Linked DNA regions of Sus scrofa: region 1 is linked to region 2. The links are chromatin contacts, called in public Hi-C maps. All regions are on one chromosome and are shown on one strand. The core of a region is the stretch at or near the end of the contact, and the rest is flanking DNA. Distances in the headings are between cores, read along the strand shown. Region 1 overlaps PLPP3 (phospholipid phosphatase 3). Region 2 overlaps C6H1orf168 (activation-dependent, raft-recruited ADAP-like phosphoprotein).

Region 1 (6,005 bases), core at 156-2,655, 170 kb after region 2:
TTGCCATGGCTAGCACTGGGAGTTTGCTTGAATGGGATGATCAGGGGAGTTCCCATCATGGCTCAGGGCAAATGAATCTGACTAGTATCCATGAGGACACAGGTTTGATCCCTGGCCTCGCTCAGTGGGTTAAGGATCCGGCGTTACCGTGAGCTGTGGTGTAGGTTATAGATGTGGCTCAGATTCCGCGTTGCTGTGGCTATGGTGTAGGCTGATTCGACCCCTAGCCTGGGAACCTCCGTATGCCACAGGTATGAGCCTTAAAGAAAAGAAAAGAAATGATCAGGGACTACAGTGGTTGGTAAGAAAGGTGGTGCCAACGTTGGCAGTGGAGATCCTACGTTAGAGCAGGGCAGCCTCTTCTCTGTGTCCTGCAGAGGCAAGGCACAGTGTTACGTCTCTTGAGGACCAGCTGCCCCGTGGGGGGGTCATGTTTATGCCTTTCCCATCAACTGAAGGGACTCTGAGGTTACTCTTCTCCTGGAACCAAGTCAAAATTTGACTGGCATCACCCCCCCCCCCCAGTCATACCACAAGTTTGCAGGGGAAGACAGAAAAAGCCACTGGGTTTTCTAAATGCTGTCTCCACGCCTTTTAAGAGAATAAACAGAGTGTATTCAGATCCAACATCTTGTCTGTTTTTGCTCATTATCCACATAACTGGAACCGGAAACCCTCCCCAAGGCTTGGACAAGGAAGGAAGGAAAAGGATTTGGATCGCTCCCAGATTAAGAGCACAAAGGAACCGACCACTCAGATTTCTTCCCTAACCGTCTCTGCGGGATGGTCCCCGCCTCCTTCCTTTTCACACTGGTTGTGTGTCCATGCTGTGCGCCAGACCCTGTGCTGACACCACCCGTGCTGTGGCCTGGCTTCTTCCCATGAAAGAACAACTTCCTGTCCTGATGTTATTCCATTGTACGTGTCTTCGCTTACTAGATCGGCCGCGTCCTGCGGGCAGGGCTTGTGTCATCTTTGCATGCCCTGTCCTCAGTGTGCATATTTAAGACACAATAAATATTTGCGAAGTAAACGAAGGAGTGAATGCATTAATGTATCCCAGCAAACCCAAAGCAAGCCTGCCTTCTTTGCCTTTGCGCAGATGCGGAGGGGATTTGGGCAGTGGGAAGTTACTTGCGTGAGTGGAGGGAGCTGTGTCGAGATCATTAACTGAGCTGACTCCACCACTCTTATGGGTTTTATTGTCCTTAGGAACATATGTTTTACAGGCCTATCATGTGAACTCTATTAAAAATAGACGCTGGGGGGCCAAGAGCCGAGCACAAATGTAAGGAACTCGGGGTCTGTTCCCTTCCTGAGTTTATTAGCAACGCTTTGGCTCCCAGGCACCACAGAGGCTGCGGCTGGGCTCGCGCTTCAGCCGTCAGCACGACGTGTGGAACTTTAAAAGCGGACTATTAATATCATACGGCTGGCCTCGCAGCTACCTTTCATCGCCAACTTGGCCACACTTCCAAATGTTTCGGCGGTGGAATGAAGATGGTTCAGGCCCCTGTGATCGCTTTTCCCTCCCAGCCCCCAGCCCACGAAGAGGGGCTCACGGCACTCACCAGGTCTAAGCCAAAACGTATCTTCACCGTCTCCCCTTCCTCCTTTTCTCCATCACCGAGACGGGGTTTCAAGAGCTCACGGTTATTGCCTTCGAGGGCCCTCTGTGTTTACTTTAAGAAGGTCAGGCACAATGCTGTGGTGTGTTGCTGGGCTTTCTTTTCAAAGCACCAGTATGAATTTGATAAAGTAAATTGTTGTTCTAGCAGGAAGCAGTTAGGGGTCACAAAATAAATAGCTGTAGAATTCAAATAAATCCAAAGAATAAAACCAAATAAATCCATGTGTGTATGCACAGTGATACATAAATACACTTTTTAGAAAGTGTGCCTTTTTTTTTTTTTTTTTTATCGCTGCCGTCTGGACCAAAGTCATTGAAAAACTGGAGTTCATGGTACTTTTTTTTTTTTTTTTTTTTTTTAATAAGGGCAGCCTGGGCCTTTGAGCACCATGACATGAGTTAATTCTTTTTGAGAAAAAAAAAAAAAAAAACATGAAAATGGAATCTTATCGTTAAAACAGTCATTTATAATGGGTGTTTTCCACTAGTGAAGTTCACAGGACGGAACCAATCTGCGAAGTTAAATTAGGGATTTGGGCCCTTTGGGGTGGACGAAGAGACTCTGAGGGAGCTAAGGATTCTTTCTGAGCCTCTGTTCTCCCCACTTACAGACCATCGATAATAGTGTTTTTAAATGATTTTAAAACGAGCGCTCAGGGTTGTTGGGCAATTCGATGCAAAAATGGATAGAAAAAACCTTACACATTGTTGATGCACATCGATGGCACCTGTTATCGTCCAGATGTTTTCCCTGGTCTTTTTCAATCCTGACATTGCCGTTGCTCACAGTTTACTTTAACTTTGTAAGGTGGTGTTAGGGCTTGATATCGAACTTGAATGTACGGGAGGAAGTGCTGTGAAAAAAAAGAGCATGAACCAAGACAGAGGCTCTGGGTCCTGTTTGGTTGGAAGGTATGCCAGAAGGTTCAGGTCATGGGAAACTCCCGGAAGTCATACTCGGGGACTTTATCTTACCCTCTGCAATGGGGACTCAGTGAAGAGGCTTGAGCAAGGCAATGACATGCTCATGGCCATGATCAGGAAGTAAACCAGTGGATATGTGTGAGCGGCATGGAAGGTCAGAAGGCCACTCTGGAGGCTGCTACTGTGTCCAAGAGCTATAATGGGCCCTCGTTTTTTTTTTTTTTTTTGCCTGAGGTTTTGAGAGCCTTTTCCTGGCAGGTGATGGAATGAATCCATTTTCCATGACCTTTCAGAGAATGGCATCTGAGCTGGCCACTGATAAACTAGTGGCAGCTGCAAGCATGCCTGTGTCCCTAATGCCCCTGGGCTCTGTTCCAGGGTTGCGGGCAGCGGGGCCCAGCTCCGCTCTGCTCAGTCTTCGTCAATGACTTTGAATAGTGAAACCAAAGCCCTGAACATGGCATTCCCTGAGCAGCTACTAGGTGCCAACACTGTGCTTGAAGTTTTCTGTGCTTTGTTCTCCTTCACTCATCACCACAACTCATATGTGGGGAAACTGAGGCTCAGGAAGATGGAGAGAGAACCGGAGGTCACATTGCTAGGAAGTGGCAGATCTGGGGTTCAAATTCATGTTGTCTGACTCCAGGTCTTCAGTTTTTCACCCACAGAACCTTGGATGAGTTTCTTGAAGGGGAGATGGTTGGCTTCAGAGAAGAATGTACTTGGAGGCGTCATACGACAGCATGAGACTTAGGGCTGTTTTAGTGGTGATGGCACACTGGGCTTTGAGTTTTAGCAGGTTGTTGTAGAGCAGTAGGGGAAAAAAGCTCCTGCCCCACTGCATCCAGGTCCTCCCTCTGTGCGCTTGATCGGGACAGGAGGATCACCCTACACTCTTCTCAGTGGGGACTAAGGGGGGAAGGGGTGTGTGTAGAGAAAGCTCCCTCTAGGCTATAGCTCACTACAGATGCAAGGGATTTGCTTCACCGTCAGTGCTGCTCTTTGGGGTGGTCTTTGCTGTAGGTCATTCTTCGGCTTCTTTGCACTGATGTGTTCCCCCTTCTCTCTCTTTTTTTTTTTCTTTCGGTATATGAAGCGGGCCTGCCCTTCATCATCATCGAGACAAGCACCATCAAGCCTTACCACCGGGGTTTTTATTGCAATGACGAGACCATCAAGTACCCGCTGAAAACCGGGGAGACAATCAATGATGCTGTGCTCTGCGCTGTGGGCATTGTGATCGCCATCCTCGCGGTAAGCATCCAGACTGCCACACTCCACCTGGCTGACTCCCCTGGGTCACATCATAAACTATCCGAGCTAGCAGGGTTTGGAAGAGCCAGTCGAATTTCCCTGGATGAACACTCTCTTCATGCAGTTAATAGTATTACTAATAGTTTATTTAAAATGCAATATTTTAAAATACTAAATATATATATATGATAAAAGTAGACTAAGCAACCTCCTAAAATACTTTGCATACATTACCCTTGCAACAAGAAAGTGTAGACATTGTTCTAACATTTCTTCTATAAGTTAAGAAACTGAAGTTCTCGGAGTAAAAATAATTTGCCCAAGGTGACTCAGTTAATAAGTGGTCAAATTGGGATTTGAACCTAATTGTCCCGAGCCTCAGAGTCTGAGCTCCGAGCCTCTGTGTTAGATGAGGGAAATGCCTTACCAAATATCTCAAGCATTTTCTGTATTCTTTCCACACGATCATGGTGTAGCTCTGACAGCGATAATGCCACTGGCATTTCTGGCCTATTGTTGAATTCGCTTGTCCAGAGGCTGTGGTGCCAAAGTGCAAATAAAAAACGAGACTTGCAATCCAGACACCTAGGTTCGAGACCTGGCCGTCCACCGACAAGCTGTACATCTTTAAAACCAGGGTGATCCTCTTGTTTCAAAGCTTTGCAGCGAGGAGTGAAAGAGAGCATTAATATGGAAAGTCTTGGCAAAATCTTACTTGCTGACCAGGTTACTGATACGCAGGTGTACAGCCGAGAATTTACATCCAGATCTTCCCCTAGAGGATGAAGTCAAAAATGCAAAAATGTGCCACAGACTTGACAAGATCCAGAATTATTTTGTGCAACAGTAGCCTCATGGGAATCAGTGCATGGTCTACCTGAGCTCCACTTAGAAAGTCACTGCCCTGTTTTAGATGTGTCCATTTAGGGCAGGGGAGGCGGAGAGTAACCGAGGGTGCTCCAGTTGTGATTTGTAGTTCATACACTTGCACAGCCGTCCGTTCTGCCCCTGCAGTATTTTGCCTTGGCCCTGAACCCCAGCCATGTGGACAGAGGGATAGGTATCATGTCCACCGAAATTAAAAAAAAAAAATCTCTCTTCCAGATCCTTGAGTCATCTTTGTGTTAGTCTTGGCCTGATTATCTTTAGCAAACCCAGAAGGAAGAACGTTAATAAGAAACGTGTGAAATAGGTGCTGGTATCTGTATCATACAAATGGAAAGTCAGAAGCTCAGTGGGGTTAAATGAAATGCTCAAAGTCTACTGCCAGTGAACAGTTGGAGACTAAGCCTGGCTTATGCTGACACCCTCGATCCCATCTTAGACGTGCTCTCCCATTGGAGGTTGGCTGTCCCAGCCGTGCGAACGGCTCAGTGAGATAGGTGGTTAACTACTCTTGCCTTCTCAGCATCGAATGCAAGCTGCTGATGGTACAGGAAGCACACATTTCATGAAGTTTTTCTTTTGACTTCCCCACTCCGGGGGTTGGTTATAAATGTTGAGACCCCTCTTTGTTTTGTAAGAACATCGTAAACCAGGCACACAATCAACAGTTTGACATTCGGGGAGGGGGCAGGGAGGCGAGCAGAATTCTTTCCAACCTTTAAAAGAAAAACAGTCCATTTGGCAACTGTAGTAGTTTCTTAAAAGTGGACTAAGGATCTTTGTGTTCAGAAGCTGAGAAATATAAATCTGATTTTACTGTTTGCTCCAAATTAACAGTGCGGAGCTGAGTTGTCTGGGGAGAATGGCTTCGCCTAGGGAAAAAAAAATGTGACCGAAGGTGAATACCTGATCAGGCTTACTGAGGTTTGAACAGGTGTTTTTGACACTTGGAGGATCAGTTAATTGAAGGCCTGAGAAGCGGCGGCTAACCTGGGAGCAGTAGAGATAAAGACAGCACAGGGGCTGGGATGTCCTGCGATCTTCTCCGTCTTTCCACGCCGTTGTTCGTGGCTGGCTTTGTAGGCAACTCCCAGACACGGTGACGGTCCGGTGGAGAGAGGCGCTCCTCAGAGGCCTGGGTCCCCCTGGCTTTGTGACTTGCTGGTTTCTCTAGGCCTCATGTTCCTCGGCTGTAAAATGAGAGTGGTGTCTGCCTTCCTTCATGGGGGCAGCTGTGGGAAGCCACTTTCCTGGGCATGCGCCTTGCTGCCGTGGGCTCCTTAGATGCAGGAGACAGGCAGACCTCCCTCTC
Region 2 (6,279 bases), core at 1,991-4,490:
TGTTTTTGGAGTGAACTAAAATAGGAATATACACAAATCCCTCAGAGTCATTATTAAATTCTGCATGGAACAAAGCTGATTAGGGTTACTATAACTAAAAAGTGTGATATGAAATTAGTTACTAAAAATGTGACATTATTTTGATTAGTTGAAAAACAAGTGTGTGATAATTTTTGAAAAGACCTTCAGTTCCATCTAATGCCTTTCTTCTCAACTGTATTTGTGACTGGCTCATACCGGACAGAAATTTCTGTTCTCGTATGCATGGGATTCCATTCTTCTTAATTACATGTGGTGAGTTTCCTTGATGTATCACTAGAAAAACTATAATTTCAAATTTTATTAGGCTCAAATCACAAAATATTTGGTGCCTCATGTGTGCAAGGTGTTGAGGGTATAAGGCTGAAAAAAAACTTTTTCCATTTTCATTTTATAAGGCAATAGGTTGATGAAATGCTATAAAAGGGGTATATATAAAGTGCCGTTAAAGCAGTAAATTATACATAGCAGTCATGAAAGTCTTCATGAAAGGTGCTTAAGAGGAAAAACGAGAGTATTTCAGGCAGTGAAAACACCAGGAGTGATGACATGGAAATAGGAAAGGTATGCAGTGTACTCAGGATTAGGATACACTCTGACATAGCTTCAATAAAGGGGACAGCAGTGAGGGAATGGAGAATGGCGGTACTCAGAGGACCTGGAAGTCACACTAAGAAATGTGGATCTTATCGTGAACATAGAGTTTGCAAAACTTTATAAAAAAGGCGACCAGCTAATCAGATCTGCATTTTAAGACAGCTCTGTGTAGTTGCAGTGAACAATGGCTTGGAAAGGGTAAGATTGGTTAGGAACCTACTACTTTGTTAGGCACAAGGAAACTCTATCTTGGAGGTTAGGTCTCATTGGTGTAAAGTAATATTATTTATTATTTCAAATTCAGGACACTTTTGAAAGTGGAAGGAGGAATACTTAATCCTAACAAGGATTTATAGAGGCATTAACTATAAATAGAGACCATCCTGAGCAAAGCAAAATCTTTGGTCACCCTCATTTACTGAAGGGGACATCTGTAAATATAAGCTGCATATGCTCCAACTATTTTTTTCCCAGTTAATGGATTTCAATACATTAGAAGGTGGTATACCTGCAGACATATAGGTTGGCTAGTTTATCACAGAAAAAAAGCTCCCCTGAGGTCAGAAGTAGAATTCCTCAGTTTTTTCACAAATGCCTTTAAGCACAAATGGAGAGTGGGAATTGCCCTCATGCAGCCTTGCTACTCCTTCAAGATATGTGTGCTCTGGTCATATGCACATAAGAATACATGAGCCCACTGGAGAGGAAGGGTGGGAGGAGTGCCATCTAGCAATGCTATGTATTAAGAACATTAGAAACTCTATGACATAAACAGGTTTTTCTCTTTCCCTCTTCTCACTTGTCCTCTCTGGGTTTGGTGGTGACTTTATTGCTGGAACAATTAATATACAAAGTACAGTACTTAATTTATACCAATGTTTTATATAGCCTTCTCACCCACCAGAATTCATTCTAGTACAGTAATATAATGGGTATGAAAACACTTTGAAAATATGATTGTATGAAACAAATGTAAAATTATGATAATAAATGTCCTATTATTTCCTTAAACAACTTCCCTTTTACTGAATATCCTATTATTTTCTTTCATTCTTTTTCTTGTATAGCCACACTTGTGGCAGCACACAGAAGTTCCCGGGCTAGCGGTTGAACTGGAGCTACAGTTGTGGGCCTATGTCACAGCCACAGTAATGCCAGATCGGAGCCACATCTGTGACCTATGCCACAGCTTGTGGCAAGCCAGATCCTTAACACACCATACGAGGACAGGGATCAAACCCTCATCCTCAGGGAGACACTATTTCAGGTTCTTAACTTGCTGAGCCACAACAGGAACTCTAGGAAGTTCCTGAGGACTTAAAAGTCTGAGTGAGGAGTTATTTTCTATTCATTTAGACAATGGTCAACTAATATCTTGAATTTATTTTGAGGTTACTATGTATGTTCTTCATTAATTTTGTCATAATGAAAAAGAATAAAAACCATGCAAGCATATTCTGATTAGCAAATTTCTCCTTTCAGTACGACAAAGAGATTACTGTCATCAACACAGCAGTGGCATGTTCCAATAATTCAAGAAATGGGATATTCGACTTGCCAATAACCCCTGGAGAAGAACTGGAAGTCATAGATATCACTGAAGAAAATCTAGTGATATGTCGCAATTCTAAAGGCAAATGTAAGTCACTGCGTTATCACTCATAAGGTTGTTTTTTCAGTCTTTTTATGGCTGCACCTGCAGCATACGGAAGTTCCTAGGCTAGAGGTCCTATACCACAGCCACAGCAACACTGGATCCGAGCCATGTCTGCAGCAATGCTGGATCCTTAACTTACTACTGAGCAAGGCCAGGGATTGAACTGGCATCCTCATGGATACTAGTCAGGTTCTTAACCCACTGAACCACAAATCCCAGGGTTTTAATCAATGTTTTTTTTAAAAAAAAATCTCAGTGCATTATAACTTTCAGATGGATAATGCTGATTTTTGTTTCTATAGATGGATATGTGTTAATTGAACATCTAGATTTCAAGTAAGTGGTTCGTACTTCAAGTAAGTGAATACTTCAAAATCTTAAATTCCAAATACATAATACATTACTGTGTATGTGAGTCTTAAGGAAAGACTATTGAATATATTTAAATTCAGGGAAAGTTTTAAAATACGCAATGCCCTATTCTATAAGGATTACTTGGAAGAGACTTTATCATTGTGCCCCTGAATATGTTATCAAACTTGTCTACAGAGCATATTTATAAACATTTTAAATGAGCATAAAAATATTAAACAGGATAAGAAATTCCCCCGAAATCTCCTACTCACTAGTCCATGGACTTGTATCTCAAAATGTTTGTCCATTTTTCTTTTTTCTCAGGCACCAAAGTTGGTCACCTTAGGAAGACCAAGATCAGATGGTCTGGGCTGCACAATTGAGAACTGCTTCTAAGGTCTCAGTCCTGGCCTCGTATCAGTTTACTTGTCAGTGTGAGATGATGGAAATGTTCGTGACGAGCCGAGAACAGAAAAACGAATCTCCCATATTTAGATCTTGGTTTTACTCCTAAACGGTTATCTTTCACTGTCTATTTCAGTATCTAGTTCACTGCTGGCTCAAGAGAACGTGAAACAGTGTGTGTGGGCATTTGAACACTTGTTTAATGAGCCATGTCCAAAGTTAGAAATCTCGCCTTTATGGCACCTCGTCAGCTGTGCAGATGGTTAGTTTGCTTCTAATATTAGTACACAAGTGTTTATAATTTTTAGATGATGTCATGCATTTAAATTTGGTATAATTTAATTCTGAAAAGTAAAGAAAGTGTAAGTCTTTTAAATACTCCAATTTAAGGTATGATCCTAAAATCAATGTATAAATGTCCTTACGCTTTATCACCAAACTAGAATCAGACAAATGCTGCTCAAAATTGGTTTCTTTAGGAATAGTATGCTGAAAAGCAGTTTATTCCTAAATTCACCCAATATTTTAAAAAATGCCTATATAATTATTTTGTTTAATCCCTGAATATTCAAATAAAATAACTCATGTGTTTTTACTTATAGAAAGTAAAGGAAAATAAATTGAGCTGTAAATAACATTCTATTTTTCAAATGATGTACACTGCCAGTTAGGTAGGATGAGTCTGCCCCTCAAGCGTATGATCCATGGCCTCATCGTTTATACTGTGAGGCTATTTTTTAAGTTTCTAGGGTCTTTTATCTTCTTTTTTGTTGTTGTTCCACATAGCACTTTCCAATAAAGGTCAAGCTTATTCTAAAAGACCAAGATCAAAAGTATTCATAGAGTTTAGACAGGGAAATAAGGTAATTACAAATAAGTAAAGGTGACACCAAAGCTTGGTCTTTAAACACAATATATTTCCTAAATGCAGAGATGGACAATCCATGGTCTGTCTGGTGACTAGGAAGAAATTCAATGTAAAAGGAGTAAGTGTACCTGGTGGGAGATGGCAAGGGCTGGAGTGGGGTAAGTCTGGGCTAGAATGTGACAGAGTTCACTGGCCTCTTTCCTAAAGAGAAAGTAGCAACCACTCAAAGGTCTTAAGCAGGACGACAAGGCCAGACATCGAGAGAGAAAAGGAACAAAAAAATCATAGCAGTGGGGGAAAAAACTGTAACTGCAATGTATACATCTAAGGATGACCTGACCCCCTTGCTGTACAGTGGGAAAAAAAAAAAAAATCATAGCAATGGGGTGGCAGATTCGAATAAGGAGAGACGAAGTTATTTTTGCAGCATCCAAGGTGAAAGAGCACTAGAGCTTAGGACAGCAGCGACAGAAATATATAGTACAGCTGAGATTGCTAGATAATTAGTGTAAAATAATCAGAAGACATTTTTTTCATCACTAAATTTCACAAGAGCTAAGAAGATTGACTTTGACAATCTTTTCAGGTTGATGGAGTGTAGAGCTGTCCTATATAAAAGTGATATAAAAATAAATTATTACACATTTTGAAAGGTAGTAATGAACCCACTTCTGAGATTCTATTGCAGATATACAAAAGCAGTCTTCATTATAATATTTTAGTAGAAGTGATTAAACTGAACCTACAAACATCCCTAACGTTAAAATATTAGAGCTCTATTATGGTACATTAATAACATTACTTATACTTATGCAGCTATTTTTTAAATGTAATAGATCTAAATACATAGAAGGGTATCTACGAGACGTCTTCAAGGAAACATGCCAAAGAATATAAGCATTCTCTTCTGTAAAGAGAAAAGCTTGTTGTGTTTCTAAATTACAAGAGTATCATTCTGAGCATGAAAACATACATGGATGCCCTGCACCAACTGAAGGACAGTGAGTATCGGTGACCACGGGAACTTCATGGTGATGTTTCGGTGTACCTGTACATTTTTTATCTTACAAAATTTCAAAAGTCAGAGAATCAAGCCTTAATTTTAAAAGGCATAGTCACCTCTTTCTTTAAATACAGATTAATGCTTTTATATATTTTATTACATATGCATGGATGTATTAAAAGTGTACATAAAAGCTAAAACTGATTTTTCAAAAAGAGAATATATTTCAACACATGTTTCTGTTTGAAGTTTGAAAAAGCCCAGGATTTGAAAGAGATAGTTCTACTGGCAATAGAGGTTACTCTCACAACTACTTTCGAAGCTATTGTTGTACCTCAAAAGCAGCAATGACAATATGTAAATGCAAGGCATAGCTTTGTTCCAATAAAACTTTACAAAAAAATATATATACATATATAGTACAGAAGCCCCATTAGAGAGATAGAGGAGAAAGAGAAATAGAATTAAGTGATGCTGAGATTTCCTTTTTTTAGGGAGATGAGATTAAGGCTGGTACCAAAGACTGGGAATGTATTTATGCTTCAACCCCCCCCTCCCCCGAATTAAATGTACTACTCAGTGAGAGGCAGGGCAGTAGCTAACTGCAGCCCTCTCCCCCACTCTGGGGCAAGACCTGTTACAGTGGGCATCGTAGAAAACCAGGATGAGCATGCCCACAGGAAAGCTAGTAAGCAAGAGGGAGTACAGGGCTATGTTGAGCAGAGACAGTTCATGCAATAATCCTGTACAAAAGAGGATTAAATGCCATGCATCACTCTTGCCATCTCACCAAATCAGCAAAACATGAAGTATTTCAAATCCTGCAGTGGCAGCAGGACTAAATTTTACCTGACATAGATGTGTCCATGCGCACTCCATCTCATCACATGGCATCTAATTCTAATCCCACGACTCAAGTCTGAGTCTCAATTTCCTCATCAGTAAAACAGGGCTAATAACACTCACCTTATCTGCTTCACAGGGTTGTTGTCAGGCTGTAATAACATAAATAAAAGTGTCCAAAAATTCATAACACAAAAGACTGGGTAAGTGTTGTTATTTTAGTACCTGGACTTTTCTGATATTGGAAGATGTTGAAAACTTAATAGGTTTTTGAGATGCAAATATATTAAGACTTGAAAGAATGGCTAGGAATATAATTAACATGGATATATTTAACAGGGTTTTGACACTAAAACTTTATGTTTTAAAGTATAAACCATTTGGTCTAATATAAACTAGTATAGTATTTATTGATATGGATTGCATTTTTAGAAAAAACATTCCATCCACATCATTGTAATTGTTTCTGTTTAGCTACCAGCCACTCTTCCTCCATTCTGTAAATCACAGCAT

What was found. Hi-C and Micro-C count contacts between places; a contact is called where the count stands out from the background.
Region 1: a Hi-C map of skeletal muscle shows a contact between it and region 2, with 7 times the contacts expected there. The contact joins two enhancer-like sites. A contact is called at or near these places in 2 of 47 Hi-C or Micro-C datasets (psoas muscle and skeletal muscle) and 1 of 2 datasets of contacts at active chromatin or transcription factors (skeletal muscle).

What each region holds. Positions count from the first base shown.
Region 1 is chr6:155,844,411-155,850,415 of Sscrofa11.1, forward strand. PLPP3 (phospholipid phosphatase 3) reads left to right here. Exons shown (of 6, transcript XM_003127971.6): 2 at 3,651-3,808. Among named protein-coding and RNA genes, the nearest start is that of PLPP3, 47 kb to the left of the region's middle. Within about 2 kb of position 1,406, at least 8 of the 83 cell types and tissues checked have an H3K27ac peak or open chromatin away from gene starts, as enhancers often do. A contact at or near this core is called in skeletal muscle, where this site is marked.
Region 2 is chr6:155,675,476-155,681,754 of Sscrofa11.1, forward strand. It overlaps C6H1orf168 (activation-dependent, raft-recruited ADAP-like phosphoprotein), which reads left to right. Exons shown (of 18, transcript XM_021096579.1): 16 at 2,119-2,275; 17 at 2,596-2,629; 18 at 2,972-6,279. The coding sequence ends at 2,993. Among named protein-coding and RNA genes, the nearest start is that of PRKAA2, 76 kb to the right of the region's middle. Within about 2 kb of position 3,241, at least 2 of the 83 cell types and tissues checked have an H3K27ac peak or open chromatin away from gene starts, as enhancers often do. A contact at or near this core is called in skeletal muscle, where this site is marked.